Regions from separate parts of the Salmo salar genome. Here region 2 is linked to region 1. A link is a contact called in public Hi-C data. All regions are on one chromosome and are shown on one strand. Each heading gives the region's core, a stretch centred on a gene start, on an enhancer-like site or on the middle of the called end of the contact. The rest is flanking DNA. Distances are from core to core; before and after follow the strand shown. Region 1 holds the start of tapbp (TAP binding protein). Region 2 has its middle 6.9 kb from the start of LOC123730933.

Region 1 (7,453 bases), core at 1,715-4,214:
AGGTGGTTGTCCTTCTGGAAGGTTCTCCCATCTCCACAGATGAACTCTGGAGCTCTGTCAGAGTGACCATCGGGTTCTTGGTCACCTCCCTGACCAAGATCCTTCTCCCCATTGTCACGTCCTGACCAGTAAAAGGGGTTGTTTGTTATTATAGTTTGGTCAGGGCGTGGCAGGGGGTGTTTGTTTAGAGTGTTTCGGGGTTTGTTGGGGTATGTTCTATGTTAGTCTATTTCTATGTTTGTTCTAGTTTATCTATTTCTATGTAGTTTATTGGGTTGACCTTCAATTGGAGGCAGCTGTACCTCGTTGCCTCTAATTGAAGGTCCTATTTAAGAGGGGTGTGTTTTCATTGGGATTTGTGGGTAGTTGTTCCATGTGTAGCTGTTTGTCTCACAGGACTGTTTTTCTCGTCATTGCTTTGATTTAGTGTTTGTTTTGGCTTTTCTTCATAATAAAGGAAGATGAGCATACACATTCCCGCTGCGCCTTGGTCCCATATTTACAACGAGCGTGACACCCATATTGCTCAGTTTGGCAGGGCGCCCAGCTCTAGGAAGAGTCTTGGTGTTTCCAAACTTCTTCCATTTAAGAATGATGTAGGCCAAGGTGTTCTTGGGGACCTTCAATGCTGCAGAAATGTTGTGGTACCTTTCCCCAGACCTGTGCCTCGACACAATCCTGTCTCAGAGCTCTACAGACAATTCCTTTGACCTCATGGCTTGGTTTTGGCTCTGACATACACTGTCAACTGTGGGACCTTATATAGACAAATCATGTCTAACCAATTGAATTTGGACTCCAATCAAGTTGTAGAAACATCTCAAGGATGATCAATGGAAACAGGATGCACCTGAGCTCAATTTCGAGTCTCATAGCAAACGGTCCTAATACTTATGTAAATAAGGTATTTCTGTTTTTTAGTTTTAATAGATTTGCTAAAATGTAAAAAAATCAGTTTACCCTTTGTCATTATGGGGTATTGTGTGTAGATTGATGAGGATTTTTTTTTTATTTCATCCATTTTAAAATAAGGCTGTAACGTAACAACATTTGAAAAAGTCAAGGGGTCTGAATACTTTCCGAATGCACTGTTTCTCATCTAAGACAGTCTAGGTAACCTGCAAGCGTATTGTGGTAGGCCTACATACAGGGAGGTCTTCCAGCAATCTGCTGCTGTAGGTTTAGTTCTTACAATGGCCTTGACTCAAATCAATAACATGGGAGGAGGATCACTTTGATGTGAAAGAGGAGAAACCATGTATTCTTCCTATAGTATTCTCAGTGGGCTTGTGGTTTGGGAGGACGACACAATAAAGCTATCTCAGGCTAAGGTCTATGGAGGTTTATTTGGCATACTGGATGGGACCCATTGAAGGACGTACATTGTGTTGGATCTAGCTCCATTTGATAGGAAATTGTTTAATATCATCACATTGAAAAACACAGCAAGAAAATCATATAGAATAGAAATGCAATGGAAAGTGGAGTCAAACAGTGTTGAGGTAAGTCCCACGCCCTTTCCAGTAAGAGCGTCAGTATGCAGCCATCTTGTGTCTATCTATCCTCAATCATGAGATGGCCGACACTGAAGCATCATCTAGTTCTAGTAGCCTATACATGGTTGTACATATCCATACTGCTGAGTGGGATGTAGGACTATGCATTCTTTTCATTTAAAAAGTGTTTTTGTTTCACAATGACTAGGCTACTGAAAGAACTAAAACAGAGCCAGTGGATACTAGCTGAAAACCCGTTGACCATAACTACAGTAACAAACCTACACATCCAACCAAGTCATCTTTGATCATATTTTCACATTTTCTCTCCCCAATGAAAATGTGTTCTGGAATTCTTGCCCACTCCCACAGTGTGTTCTGGTATGTGCGTGACGGGAATAACCAAAGCAAGTTCAGTTTGTGAATGGAAAGTCCCTGAAATGAACAATAAAAGGGTCAAAAACCAGCCGTCGCAGAGGCTACAGTGAAGGATAAACAATGCCACAGTGCCATCTATAGGTAGACTGTATCTCTCCTCACTTCTGTTTCAGAGAAATCACATGACGAGTCACTTGACTTTTGGGTATTTGTCGCTCCAGGGTAAAGATTCCTCTAGGAACAGATATGGGATCAGCTTCCCCTCATCCATTCCAATCCTTAACCATTAGTAAGGAAAATGTAAATCTGACCCAAGATCAGCGTTTTAGGGCAACTTCACCCTACCCCGTCTCGACGTCAAAGTAGAAGTTGCCTCACCACAAATCTTGGATCAGATTACCCTATTCCTTCTTGCCATCTTGTTTCTCTGCATTCTGCAAACAATCAGGCAACTCTGTGACGTTCCAATTCAGGCAGAATGAAAAACAAGCTATTTAATTTTCTATTTAAAAGGTAGCAGATTTCACCTGTTGACTGGAAATACAAGACAGGCAGGGGCTAACTCTTTCATAAAATAATGACCCATCATGTATTAATTCATGCCACTGTACCGAAATCCATGTGACGTTCGTAATTTTCGAACAGAAGCAGCCAGCCAGGTATAAACTCCAATGGTGTGCATGTTCCCAGATTCCAGTTTCAAAGAAATCAAGTGATCTTGACCACTCTGGGGCACGTTTGAAAGTAACGTTAGTGTTGGTGCACCATCTTGTGTTGAGTGTGCATTCTGCATGTTGCGCGGCAAATCATGTTGTGCACGAAGCTCTCTGAGTTTGTAAAACAGTTTATTTTTTCACAACATTTTTATGCAGTTTGTGCCTCATAAAATCAGTGTATTGACTTTTATTGGACACCGCGGTGGTTTATCATTATCTATGCCTCGTCTTGCTATGCGCATGTCTTTGAAAAATGAAAGTGAAAGCAGTTTCTGCAGGTTACAGGGGAAGTCCGAAGACAACATCATATTTCTCCATGCTTTAACAACTTCAAACTACACCAGAACAGCCGATAACACTGTCGAAGACAACCATGGCCAATATTTCAACAATTTACAAGCTATCGTTTCTCGCCTTTACTTACTTCATACACGGTAAAAATGGTCGACTTTTCTTAGTGTATTTCCTTTCAACTCTCCGGCATCTGTGGTGTAGATTTTTTAAATATATTGATATTGAACATGACTTCATATATGATACAATTTGAAACAACTGCTGCTCTGTATCTACTTAATCTGTATTGATCAGTGATATTGTATTGATCAGTGTTACTTTGTAGCTTGTATATGCATTGCACTTGGTTGGTTAATTTAGATCATTGTGTGAAATGACAAGCACACATAAACAGCCTTACAGCAAATATGTATTCATACGAATGCAATTGTTTTTTAAAAATGTATTACAGTTCAATAAGCGATTTACAGTAATAGAGATTTACAGTATTTTTGTTTCCACTGTCTGAATACTAAGCATCTTTTGCTCTTTTGATTGCCCTTTCATTACTATTCTTACGAAGCTAATCTAAAGTAGTTTACATCTTCTCACCTATCCACATTGATGCTCTCACATATTCACACAACTTTCTCATCCTTCTCTCTTCCAGTCTATGGGACAAGCTGTCCAGTTCTGGAGTGCTGGTTTGTCCAGGAGAAACCAGGTCGAGGTGGGGGATTCCCTGCTGCAATGATCCAGGAGAAGTCACTACTGTATATCAATACAGACCCAGAGAGTGAAGAAACCAAGTCACAGCAGGGACCATCTGCAGACATCAACCATGATAGAGTCTACTACGTCACTGGTCAGTACTTATCATTATACACTATATAGGACGATCTCTTTCGAAATTATGACGGATTTGAATGACAAGCCAGTGGCTGTTAAAGGTGCACTCAGTCAATTTGGTGTTACAGCTCAACAATTCGCCATCCTCTAACACCAAGCCTCTAATTTAAATTATACAAGACTACAAGAGTGTTGTCATTTTAGGCAGAGCGTTTCAGAAAAATAAATGTTATTTCATTGAAAGGATAACTTCTATAGACAAATCTCCCTCTCTCTCATCAGACCCAGCAGCCATCCTCTGCAGTTCCTCTCTGCACCCACCAGAGGGCTCAGTCCATAAACCACAGTGCGAGATAAACCCCTTCATGCCCCAGCCCTCCACCGTTCAATGGGTAGTCCCGCTCACTGACTCTGCCCACAGTCCTATCTACCTGCAAGCTGACTGGTACTCTGCAGCCTTGCAGGGCCTTGACGGACAGCTGGGCCTGTCCAGTGTCATGCGTGCTCCCACGGCAACCAAGGAACCCACTGGTAAAGAGCCCTATGATTGATTTGGCTGGTGTAGGCCGTCATTGTAAATAAGAATTTGTTCTTAACTGACTTATAAAATATTAAAAAGAAAGTAATTGAAATTAATTTGTCATATGCCATGAAGAATTATAGAATCCGGTGATGTTTATTACTACGTAACGTCACAGATAAAGTAGTGTGAAAGTTTAATGTCTCTCTGCTACCCCTCTCTCTCCCAGTGGTGCTCAGTGTGTCCAGTAGAACCCCCTTGGTCCGTTCCAGACTCGGGGAACCGGTGGTTCTAGACTGTGGGTTTTGGATGGAGGCCACTTCTCCTCTCTCTGGCTCTGGCTTCGCCGTGGAGTGGCGCTACCAGTTCAGGGGTGATGGCCGTCTGGTTCTGGCCTACGACGGCAAGACAGACCGATTTGCCGAGACCAAGGAAAAGAGAGCGGGGCTAGACTTCACGGCTCTGCACGAGACAGGAAATGCATCACTGATCCTGCAGGAAGCTCAAGTGCGCCACACAGGAACCTACATCTGCACGGTGTACTTGCCCTATCTCCTGGCTCAGGTGGCAGTGGAGCTGGAGATTGTAGGTGAGGATAGATGAATACACTTGATTAGTCTGCCAATACTAAAGTGTTGCAATTTTTGTTTTAGAACTGTAGAATCTCAACCACTATGTATAGTATATTCACTGAAATAACTACTGTAACTCCATATACAGTACATTCTCATAATGGTATGTCATGGTCTACTAAATAGCATTAGAAAACATGCCATTTATGTGTATCATCCTCTCTTACCTCATTCTCTCACTCCTATTTCTCCCTCTATCTCTCCCAGAGCCTCCGTCCCTCTCCATCTTCCCCTCCCCGCTCCCTCTCTCCGTGCCCGGCCAGGTGGTGAAGGTGCAATGCGAGGCGTCAGGATTCTTCCCCCTCTCCCTGGACTTCCACTGGGAGTTAACAGGGCCTGACGGTAAGGTCAGGCCCCTGGGTCAGGGCAGCGTGACAGGCCACAGGCAGGGCCCAGACAACACCTACAGCCAGACCTCCCGTCTGGAGTTAGACTCAGCCAAGCTGGACCTTGGCCGTGGAGGGGAGGTCACCTGTGTGGCCGTCCATCCTGGAGGCACCCGGCGGGCCAGCGTCACCCTCAATGTCATCGGTGAGAGTTAATTTAATCGAGCTGCATTGAGTTGATGGATGTTGCCCCTGGGTCCACTGATTCATAGTAAAGGTTAGGATTGGGGTAAGGGAATCTGTGGTTAGGGGCAATTTCTACCTCAAGCAATGTTCTTTACATTCCATACATGGGCCCATATAGCAGTGTCTCTAGGCCTACCAGTATAATAAAGCAATAAGGCCCTAGGGGGTGTGGTGTATGGCCAATATACCATGGCTAAGGGCTGTTCTTACGCACGACACAATGCAGAGTGCCTGGATACAGCCCTTAGCCGTAGTACATTGGCCATATACCACAAACCCCAGAGGTGCCATATTGCTAATATAAACTGGTTACCAACGTAATTAGAGCAATAAAAATAAATGTATTTTCATACCCGTGGTATACGGTACTGATATACCACGGCTGTCAGCCAATTAGCATTCAGGGCTTGAACAGCCCAGGTTATAATTTCTGATATGCAATTACTTTGATCTGAAAAGTCAAATACATTTGACTTGACTTGACACAACTTATCCTGCGTATGTCTTAAATTTACTCTCTATCTCTTCATCCCAATCAGGTATTAATGGTCCCTCCATTGAAGACTCCATGGCGATGGTTGCCGTGGCCCTGGGGCTCTATGGTTTGATCAAGATCGTCTCCTGGACATTTAGCTCTGGTAAATACAATCGGTTTGAACTAAGATACACAAAAAAAGATGTTGAAGCCGTAAAGCTACAGTGTGAATTTGGATCTTTCGAATTCATTTGGATCTTGTGTGTCAATCTAATGCTTGACCTTTTCTTGCCTTTATAGGGTCCGATGATACTAACTCACAAGAGAAGGTAATTGCACTTTCGTAAATGTCGTCAGACATATTTTGTAGTTAAGTGTAACTACTATGTATCTGTGTATATTTCCCAGCTAACACTGTCTTGCCCAAATGTGTTTTTATCTCAAGCTGTTATCCCTCTAGTTAAAACTCCAGACCCTGGATTATCAATCAATGAAATGTATTTACTATGGATTACTATGTAATATGATGACATTATCTGTTATGTGTTAGTGAATTTTGAATTAGGCCCTTGGATTTCTCCCATTGTCTGTTTTGTTAGTTTACACACTTTGGGCTCATCCTTATCCTCTCTCAATTACAGAAAGTGAAGTAAATGTGGAAACACCTGGGATTCCCAGGTGAGTGTGTAATGGAACTAACAAAGCTGGAATTTCAGGAATAAAAGTGCACCGTTTGTGGAAGGTGGTACATGGAAAGAAGATATTGAGTTTCTGACAGTAGTTGAAAATGAATGATCTAACAAGTGGTCGGGGGATAAAAATATTTGAATAGGTGGCTGATTTAAATATTGACATATTTAAATACGGTCATACAACTGTGAATTCCTCTCTATAAGAACTCAAGAGACTTGTGCACATGAGCATATGTACATATGGATATAGATAATTGTGTGTTGTGTTATTAGTGGTTAATTGACCCTGGAATTAAAGATTGAACCCTGTCATTATTTGCTTTTCTATTGATTCTGAAGGTGAATATAAGACAAAATCCTTTCAATTGGAATTAGTAATTCCCTGAAAGTGTGTTTATATATTGTTTTCATTTTGTTTGTTTTGGGTTATATTTAATTGTATCTTGCCTTGTATAGACGGTATATAGGCTACAGTGATTTTTTGTTTTTTGCTATTGATGTTCCTACCACCACATCAGAATTGTTAGATTAGTGTATTTGCCAGACAGGAATGAGCAACAACTTTGAGCAAATGAGGACTATTTGTGATGGGATGTAATAAATTCTTCATCTTCAAAGCAGTTTCCCCTTTGTTGAATTTGTGTTATTGGTCATGTGATAAGTAGATAAGAAGTACTTATCATATGAAAATCCTAGGATCTTTTGATTAGGGGTGCTTCTGCTTCCACACAACTTGACTCAAGGATGTGAATACTTACTTGACGTTTTCCTTGGTCATAACCTAGCTGACTAAACTCAACTCCACAACTTAGAATGGAGTTGAGCGGCGACGAGTGTGTGCATCAAGTCT
Region 2 (7,453 bases), core at 3,202-5,701, 50 kb before region 1:
AGGGCTATTTGACCAAGAAGGAGAGTGATGGAGTGCTGCATCAGATGACCTGGCCTCCACAATCCCCCGACTTCAACCAAATTGAGATGGTTTGGGATGAGTCAGACCACAGAGTGAAGGAAAAGCAGCCAACAAGTGCTCAGCATGTGTGGGAACTCCTTCAAGACTGTTGGAAAAGCATTCCAGCTGAAGCTGAGAGAATGCCAAGAGTGTGCAAAGCTGTCATCAAGGCAAAGGGTGGCTATTTGAAGAATCTCAAATATAAAATATATTTTGATTTGTTTCACACTTTTTTGGTTACTACATGATTCCATATGTGTTATTTCATAGTTTTGATGTCTTCACTATTATTCTACAATGTAGAAAATAGTAAAAAATAAAGAAAAACCCTTGAATGAGTAGGTATTCTAAAACCTTTGACTGGTACTGTATGAATCCAGAGAGTGTGTTCAGGTTCAAATATAGTGAGAAACAAAAGGTCTATGAATGAAAAACATACACATTTTTTCTTTCTTCTTTCTCATTGACTATATATAAAAAATAAATGTGTCATAGCAGATGTTTTTGATTACACAGTATACTTACAATTGAATTTGAATGAAATTATGCAATCATCGATATTCCAGTGCATAAAGGACATCAAAGATTTCTGTCAACTTTTAACTTAACCTCACATGCCCCTTGAAATGGAGTCTCTAGAGAGTGATGCAGATCAGTTTTCATGGTCAGTTAGTCATAGCACTAGACCTTGAGGCTCTTCTTCATCTCTGTTCTGTTAGTGCTGAATCTCTCTGTCACTCTGAGATCATGTAAAAACAGAACAGCATCCCAAACAGCATCACTCCTAAGACACCTAATCGACTCAGTAAGAAGTCCTAGCCATTTGCTAGAACCACCCTATATTTATGACTAGACTTCTAATTGCAAAGACAGCTTGATCGTTGACAGGTTCTTGTAGATGTACAGTTGAAGTCGGAAGTTTACATACACTTAGGTTGGAGTCATTAAAACTAATTTTTCAACCACTCCACAAATTTCTTGTTAACAAACTATAGTTTTGGCAAGTCAGTTCGGACATCTACTTTGTGCATGACACAAGTCATTTTTCAAACAATTGTTTACAGACAGATTATTTCACTTATAATTCACTGTATCACAATTCCAGGGGGTCAGAAGTTTAAATACACTAGAGTGACTGTGCCTTTAAACAGCTTGGAAAATTCCAGAAAATGATGTCATGGCTTTAGAAGCTTCTGATAGGCTAATTAACATCATTTGAGTCAATTGGAGGTGTACCTGTGGATGTATTTCAAGGCCTACCTTCAAACTCAGTGCCTCTTTGCTTGACATCATGGGAAAATCAAAATAAATCAGCAAAGACCTCAGAAAAAACATTGTAGACCTCCACAAGTCTGGTTCATCCTTGGGAGCAATTTCCAAATGCCTGAAGGTACCACGTTCATCTGTACAAACAATAGTCCGCAAGTATAAACACCATGGGACCACGCAGCCGTCATACCGCTCAGGAAGGAGACGCGTTTTGTCTCCTAGAGATGAACGTACTTTTGTGCGAAAAGTGCAAATCAATCCCACAACAACAGCAAAGGACCTTGTGAAGATGCTGGAGGAAACGGGTACAAAAGTATCTATATCCACAGTAAAACGAGTCCTATATCAACATAACCTGAAAGGCCGCTCAGCAAGGAAGAAGCCACTGCTCCAAAACTGGCATAAAAAAAACAGACAACGGTTTGCAACTGCACATGGGGACAAAGATCGTACTTTTTGGAGAAATGTCCTCTGGTCTGCTGAAACAAAAATAGAACTGTTTGGCCATAATGACCATCGTTATGTTCGGAGGAAAAAGGGGGAGGCTTGCAAGCCAAAGAACACCATCCCAAATGTGAAGCACGGGGGTGGCAACATCATGTTGTGGAGGTGCTTTGCTGCAGGAGGGACTGGTGCACTTCACAAAATAGACGCCATCATGACGGAGGAAAATTATGTGGATATATAGAAGCAACATCTCAAGACATCAGTCAGGAAGTTAAAGCTTAGTCGCAAATTTGTCTTCCAAATGGACAATGACCCCAAGCACACTTCCAAAGTTGTGGCAAAATGGCTTAAGGACAGCAAAGTCAAGGTATTGGAGTAGCCATCACAAAGCCCTGACCTCAACCCTATAGAACATTTTGAAAACTGAAAAAGCGTATGCTAGCAAGGAGGCCTACAAACCTGACTCAGTTACACCAGCTCTGTCAGGATGAATGGGCCAACATTCACCCAACTTATTGTGGGAAGCTTGTGGAAGGCTACCATAAACGTTTGACCCAAGTTAAACAATTTAAAGGCAATGCTACCAAATACTAAATGAGTGTATGTAAACTTCTGACCCACTGGGAATGTGATGAAAGAAATAAAAGCTGAAATCATTCTCTCTACTATTATTCTGACATTTCATATTCTTAAAATGAAGTGGTGATCCTAACTGACCTAAGACAGGGAATTTTTACTAGGATTAAATGTCAGGAATTGTGAAAAACTGAGTTTAAATGTATTTGGCTTAGGTGTATGTAAACTTCCTACTTCAACTGTAATTACACACCTCTGAAATTTGACATGTCCTTCTTTAGCAAACGGTATGTCAGATGTATTGGGATAATGGAAAAATAAAAATCTCAGTGTCTCTGTGACAATTGACAACAAACTGACAATAAATACTTTTAAGACGAGCCAGTCTAGATCCTGCAAGCATGTTGTGGTAGGCCTACATACTGGGAGGTCTGGCAACAACCTACTGCTGTAGGCCTAGTTCTTACAATGGTCTTGACTCAAATCAATAACATGCTTTGATGCTAAAGAGGAAAAACCTATGCCTATAGCCTGTGTAAAGTATTCTCAATGGGCTTTGTGTGGTTTGGAAGGAGGGCACCTTACAGCTATCTCAGGGTAAGGTCTATGGAGGTTTATTTGGCATACTTATGTGACCCATTGATGGAGGTGCATTGTGTTGGATCTAGCTCCATTTGATATGAAATGGTTTTATATTATCACATTGAAAAACACAGCAATAAAATACAGCATAGAAATGCAATGGCAAGTACCTTGTACATACAGAGGAAGGTGGAGTTAAACAGTGTTGAGGTAAGTCCCACACCCTTTCCCGTAAGCACGTCAGCATGCAGCCATCTTGTGTCTATCTATCCTCAATCATAAGATGGCCGACACACTGAAGCATCATCTACTTCTAGTAAACTAGGATGGTTTTAACGTAATCAAACATTCTTTGCTTGTTAGCTTACATTCTTTTCATTTAAAAAGTGTTTTTGTCTCACAAAGACTAGGCTACTGATTTTCTTTTAAACAGAGCCCGTGGATACTAGCTAAAAACTCGTTGGTCATAACTACAGTAACAACAGGTCCAAACAAGTCATCTTTGATCATATTTTCACATTTTCTCTCCCCAATGAAAATGTGTTGTGGAATTGTTTAACACTCCCACAGTGTGTTCTGGTATGTATGTGGAGGGGATAACCAAATCATGTTTAGTTAGTTAATAAGTCTGTGAATGGAAAGTCCCTGATAAGGTTCATAAAAGGGATCAAACCATAGGCTACAGTGAAGGATAAACAATGTCAAAGCGCCATCTATAGGTAGACTGTAATTGTCCTCACTTCTGTTTCAAAGAAATCACATGATGAGTCACTTGACTTTTGGGTGTCTTTGTCGCTCCAGGGTAAAGATTCCTCTAGGTACACATCTAGGATCTGCTTCCTCTCCCCCAATCCTTAACCATTAGTGGGGAAAATGCAAAACTGACCCAAGATCAGCGTCTTAGGGCAACTTCACCCTACTCCTTCTCGGTCATGCTCAATGTAGGAGTTTCCTCTCATCACAAATCTTGGATCAGATTACCCTACTTCCAATCCTAACATAAAAAATGGGTAGTGAAAGAAATATCTGACACTGTATCAGTGGTTGGGGTAAACTTCTATCGACTCCCTCTGGCATAGTCAGTTGTTATTGTCAACGGAGAACTGGCATTTGGCACATGCACCAGGAAGTAAGATGGTCAGAGCAGAAGCCATAGCTTGTTAATCAGATGAAAGTATCAGGTCATGGAATCCTTCTTGTTACCTTGTTTCTCTGCATTCTGCAAACAGTCAGTATATTCTGTGACATTCCGACTCGGGAAGACTGAAAAAGAAGATATTTTCTATTCAAAAGTTAGCTGATTTTATCTGTTGAATGGATATATAAATCATATTAAGCGATATTTGAATGGCATTAGAAGTTGAATAGGATCTCTTCATTATAACAAAACACATGTTTTAGAAATAAAGTCATTATGGTTAAAATGCTTGCTGTGGTGTTATGAATGTTATTTCACACATAAAAAAAGAAAACATGGAATAATGAGTGACTGCTGGGTATGATGCTGTAGATGACATGAAAACACACCATGGTGGAATTATGATCCAATAGGAGATGAAAGAATTACAATGTCATCAGGCACCAGGCAGAACTGAGAAACATAAGTTGAAATAGAAAGTGCAAGTAAATGACATTGATTATTGAGATGTTTTAATGGTGATACTGATGAACAAATAACATTATATATTGTTTATAGTTATATACAATAAATATCTGTGTGATATATATAGGCCTCACTAATAGCCTACACCAGTTCACTAGTCTTTCTCCAGCAGGCAACTGGTCATTCAAATCCTGTCTATGACACAGGTCTGGCTGGTCTGCCATGTTTGTTCCCATGGGTGAACTATAATGAGGGTTGTAGATATGGATTTTCTTTTTCATACATGTATGATTAGTGACCCAACCCCTCTAAAATCAGAGAGTCAAACATACTGGCACTCAGGCTACCTCCAATGTGTCTGTTATAAAATTGTAAAGATCTGAGAAAATAATTTGTATAGCATTGTTAACAATAAAATAGCTATACAATGATGTAGCAGAGCATTACTGGACACCATGGAGTATGTATCACAAAGACCCAGGAATGTATTTTCAGGCTAAAAAGGTGGCATCATTATAGTTGTATCACTAGTTTTACATTGACGTAATCACTTTCCAGGTTTCCATTTACTGATTGGTATTCCTGTGTAGCAGAAAGATAATCCTAAAGCTTGAAGTTATTAATGTTGTGTTTATTAAGACAGTAGTGATACTCCTTATTCCAGGGTGTTGACACTGTGCCACAGCATAGCTTTAGTACTTAGTTTGTAACAACTTCAGTGTTACAGGTTAGCAAAAGTGAAAACTATTTTTCCTGTATAGTTTTCAAATAAAACCCATCTGTTTTTGTATTTCAAACTAGTTTATATACCTATAACCCCAATTTCAGACCCAGTTACTGTAAAAATAAGATTTTTGTCATTGTAGATTTTAGTTGTGCAGTTATTAGTTACAAGAAGTTATCACCAGATAGTGCTGTTTTAGAGAAATGTGTCTTTGTGCCTGGGTGCACATTACTTTGACTCAAAATTCTAGAAGAGTTTGCTGTCTTTCTTCTCTTGTCTGTGATTCTCTGCTGTGAAGACAGTCAGTCAGACAGACAGACTGACAGACAGAGGTCAGTGAAGAAGATGACTGAAACTAATACAATATATTCCACTGAAAAGCCAAATCCTAACTTAAGATATCTACCAATAACTCAAACTTGCATCAATCACATCAATAGGGGATTGGGGAGAAAGTTGACATTGGTGTTTCAAAGACACCCAGAGAGATATTCACCTGTTTGATTAGTCAGAGAGAAACCTCATTCCTTTGGAACAGTGTTGTGGGAGGAGTTGGAGCCAACATCAGAAGCTACAAGGAAAACAGACACAACCGCATTCTAAAATGGATTCATTCCAACACAATATATCCAAAGTCAGAAGATAAATGATGAACAACTACAAGATGAAGCCTTTTCTTTCAGTTTCAGTGATGACATCAGAAGCAGAATAAAGGCAGGTACTTACTGTTGGCCGGAATGAAGCCTGAAACATGTTGTTATTGTGAGTGAGTGAGTGAGTGAGATACTAGAACTAGATGATGCTTCAGTGTGTCGGCCATCTTCTGATTGAGGATAGATAGACGTATGAGAAAGAGAGAGACAGAGAGAGAGAGAGAATGCGCGCGCGCGCGCGTGTGTGTGTGTGTGTGTGTGTGTGTGTGTGTGTGTGTGTGTGTGTATTAATGATTTGGGGAAAAAATGATACAGTTACTTATTGGGATAATAGTATATTTTTTTACAATATATCGGATCATTTTATTTTTGCGCAAGTTTGTTGTACCTGCACTAAAACTACAGTATTTTTCCTTCATAGCTTTTCATTCATCTTCTTTTTAAATAGGGAGCCATTTTGTCTTCAGCACTTTTACTGATCAAAACTCGTATTATCATGTCTCTCTCTTGTCCCTCTGCAGCAGACATGATGAGTAGTATGTTTGGAACATCGAATCGCAATAAAATCACAGTATCGAATCATAATACATAAACAATCTTGAGAATCCCAATGCGTATCATATCGGCACCTAAGTATCACGATAATATCGTATTATGAGGTCTCTGGCAATTCCCAGCCTTGGGCCTATGACTGTGCATGTGTGTACGTTTCAATGTGTCCTTTAGTGTCTCTATGTAGGAGAATTCCTGTATGATGCGCATGAGTTTGTTCGTGGTGTAATTGGCAGTGGGTGGTGGTATGTGAATCATATTGAGGGAAGTAGTACATAAAACATTGATTTTGGTATTTTGATGGATGTTATTACATTATTCATCCCAAAAGTTATTCCTCATCGGTTAATGTAATAACCACCAGTTAATGTAATAACTTATTACATTTAGCGGAAAACAATATTACATTAACTGTTCAACATTTTATTATGTTAACCGGCAAGTTATTAAATTAACCAGTTTTGTTACATAAAAAATGTAAAAGTTATTACAAATAGAAAAGTTATTACATTAACCAGTGTTATTACATTAACTGTTGTTACAAGACCTAATCCTAGCACAAGATGGATAAAACCCTTCATTTTAACGTTGGCCCCTGAATTCCTGATGTGTTTTCTCAGCCAATCTTTCCCTCTTGAGGCATCAGGCACAAATTATCAGAAAAAAACAATATTAGCTTGTATATAATTTTTGAACCAATTCTAATTGAGCTAGCTCAAGCACCAGTAGCCTAAAATCTGTATGGAACCAACGAGCAAAGCTTGATAAAAAAATACAATGTTTTACGTAGCTGAATGTAAGTTGTATGAATTTCAATCAACCATTAGGCCCAAAACAGTGTCTCCAGAGAGTGCATGCAGGTTCAAATATAGTGACAAACTAAAGGCCTATAAATGACCAACGTCAATAATGTTCATTATTACTTATGTCAATATCTATGTCAATACCTCACATGACCCATGGAAGTCTAGATTACAGTATGCTGAT

The links. Hi-C and Micro-C count contacts between places; a contact is called where the count stands out from the background.
Region 2: a contact with region 1 is called in a Hi-C map of gill, with 4 times the contacts expected there. The contact joins the enhancer-like site here to the promoter of tapbp in region 1. A contact is called at or near these places in 3 of 3 Hi-C or Micro-C datasets (blood, gill and muscle).

What each region holds. Positions count from the first base shown.
Region 1 is chrssa27:10,412,562-10,420,014 of Ssal_v3.1, reverse strand. tapbp (TAP binding protein) reads left to right here and starts at 2,964. Exons shown (of 8, transcript NM_001123605.1): 1 at 2,964-3,024; 2 at 3,534-3,728; 3 at 3,995-4,243; 4 at 4,462-4,821; 5 at 5,072-5,395; 6 at 5,976-6,074; 7 at 6,212-6,240; 8 at 6,553-6,564. The coding sequence starts at 2,964. The coding sequence ends at 6,564. LOC123730932 (a long non-coding RNA gene) reads right to left here and starts at 2,660. Exons shown (of 2, transcript XR_006762373.1): 1 at 2,486-2,660; 2 at 1,328-1,931.
Region 2 is chrssa27:10,464,244-10,471,696 of Ssal_v3.1, reverse strand. No RefSeq gene overlaps it. Among protein-coding and RNA genes, the nearest start is that of LOC123730933, 6.9 kb to the left of the region's middle. Within about 2 kb of position 4,451, at least 3 of the 13 cell types and tissues checked have an H3K27ac peak or open chromatin away from gene starts, as enhancers often do. A contact at or near this core is called in gill, where this site is marked.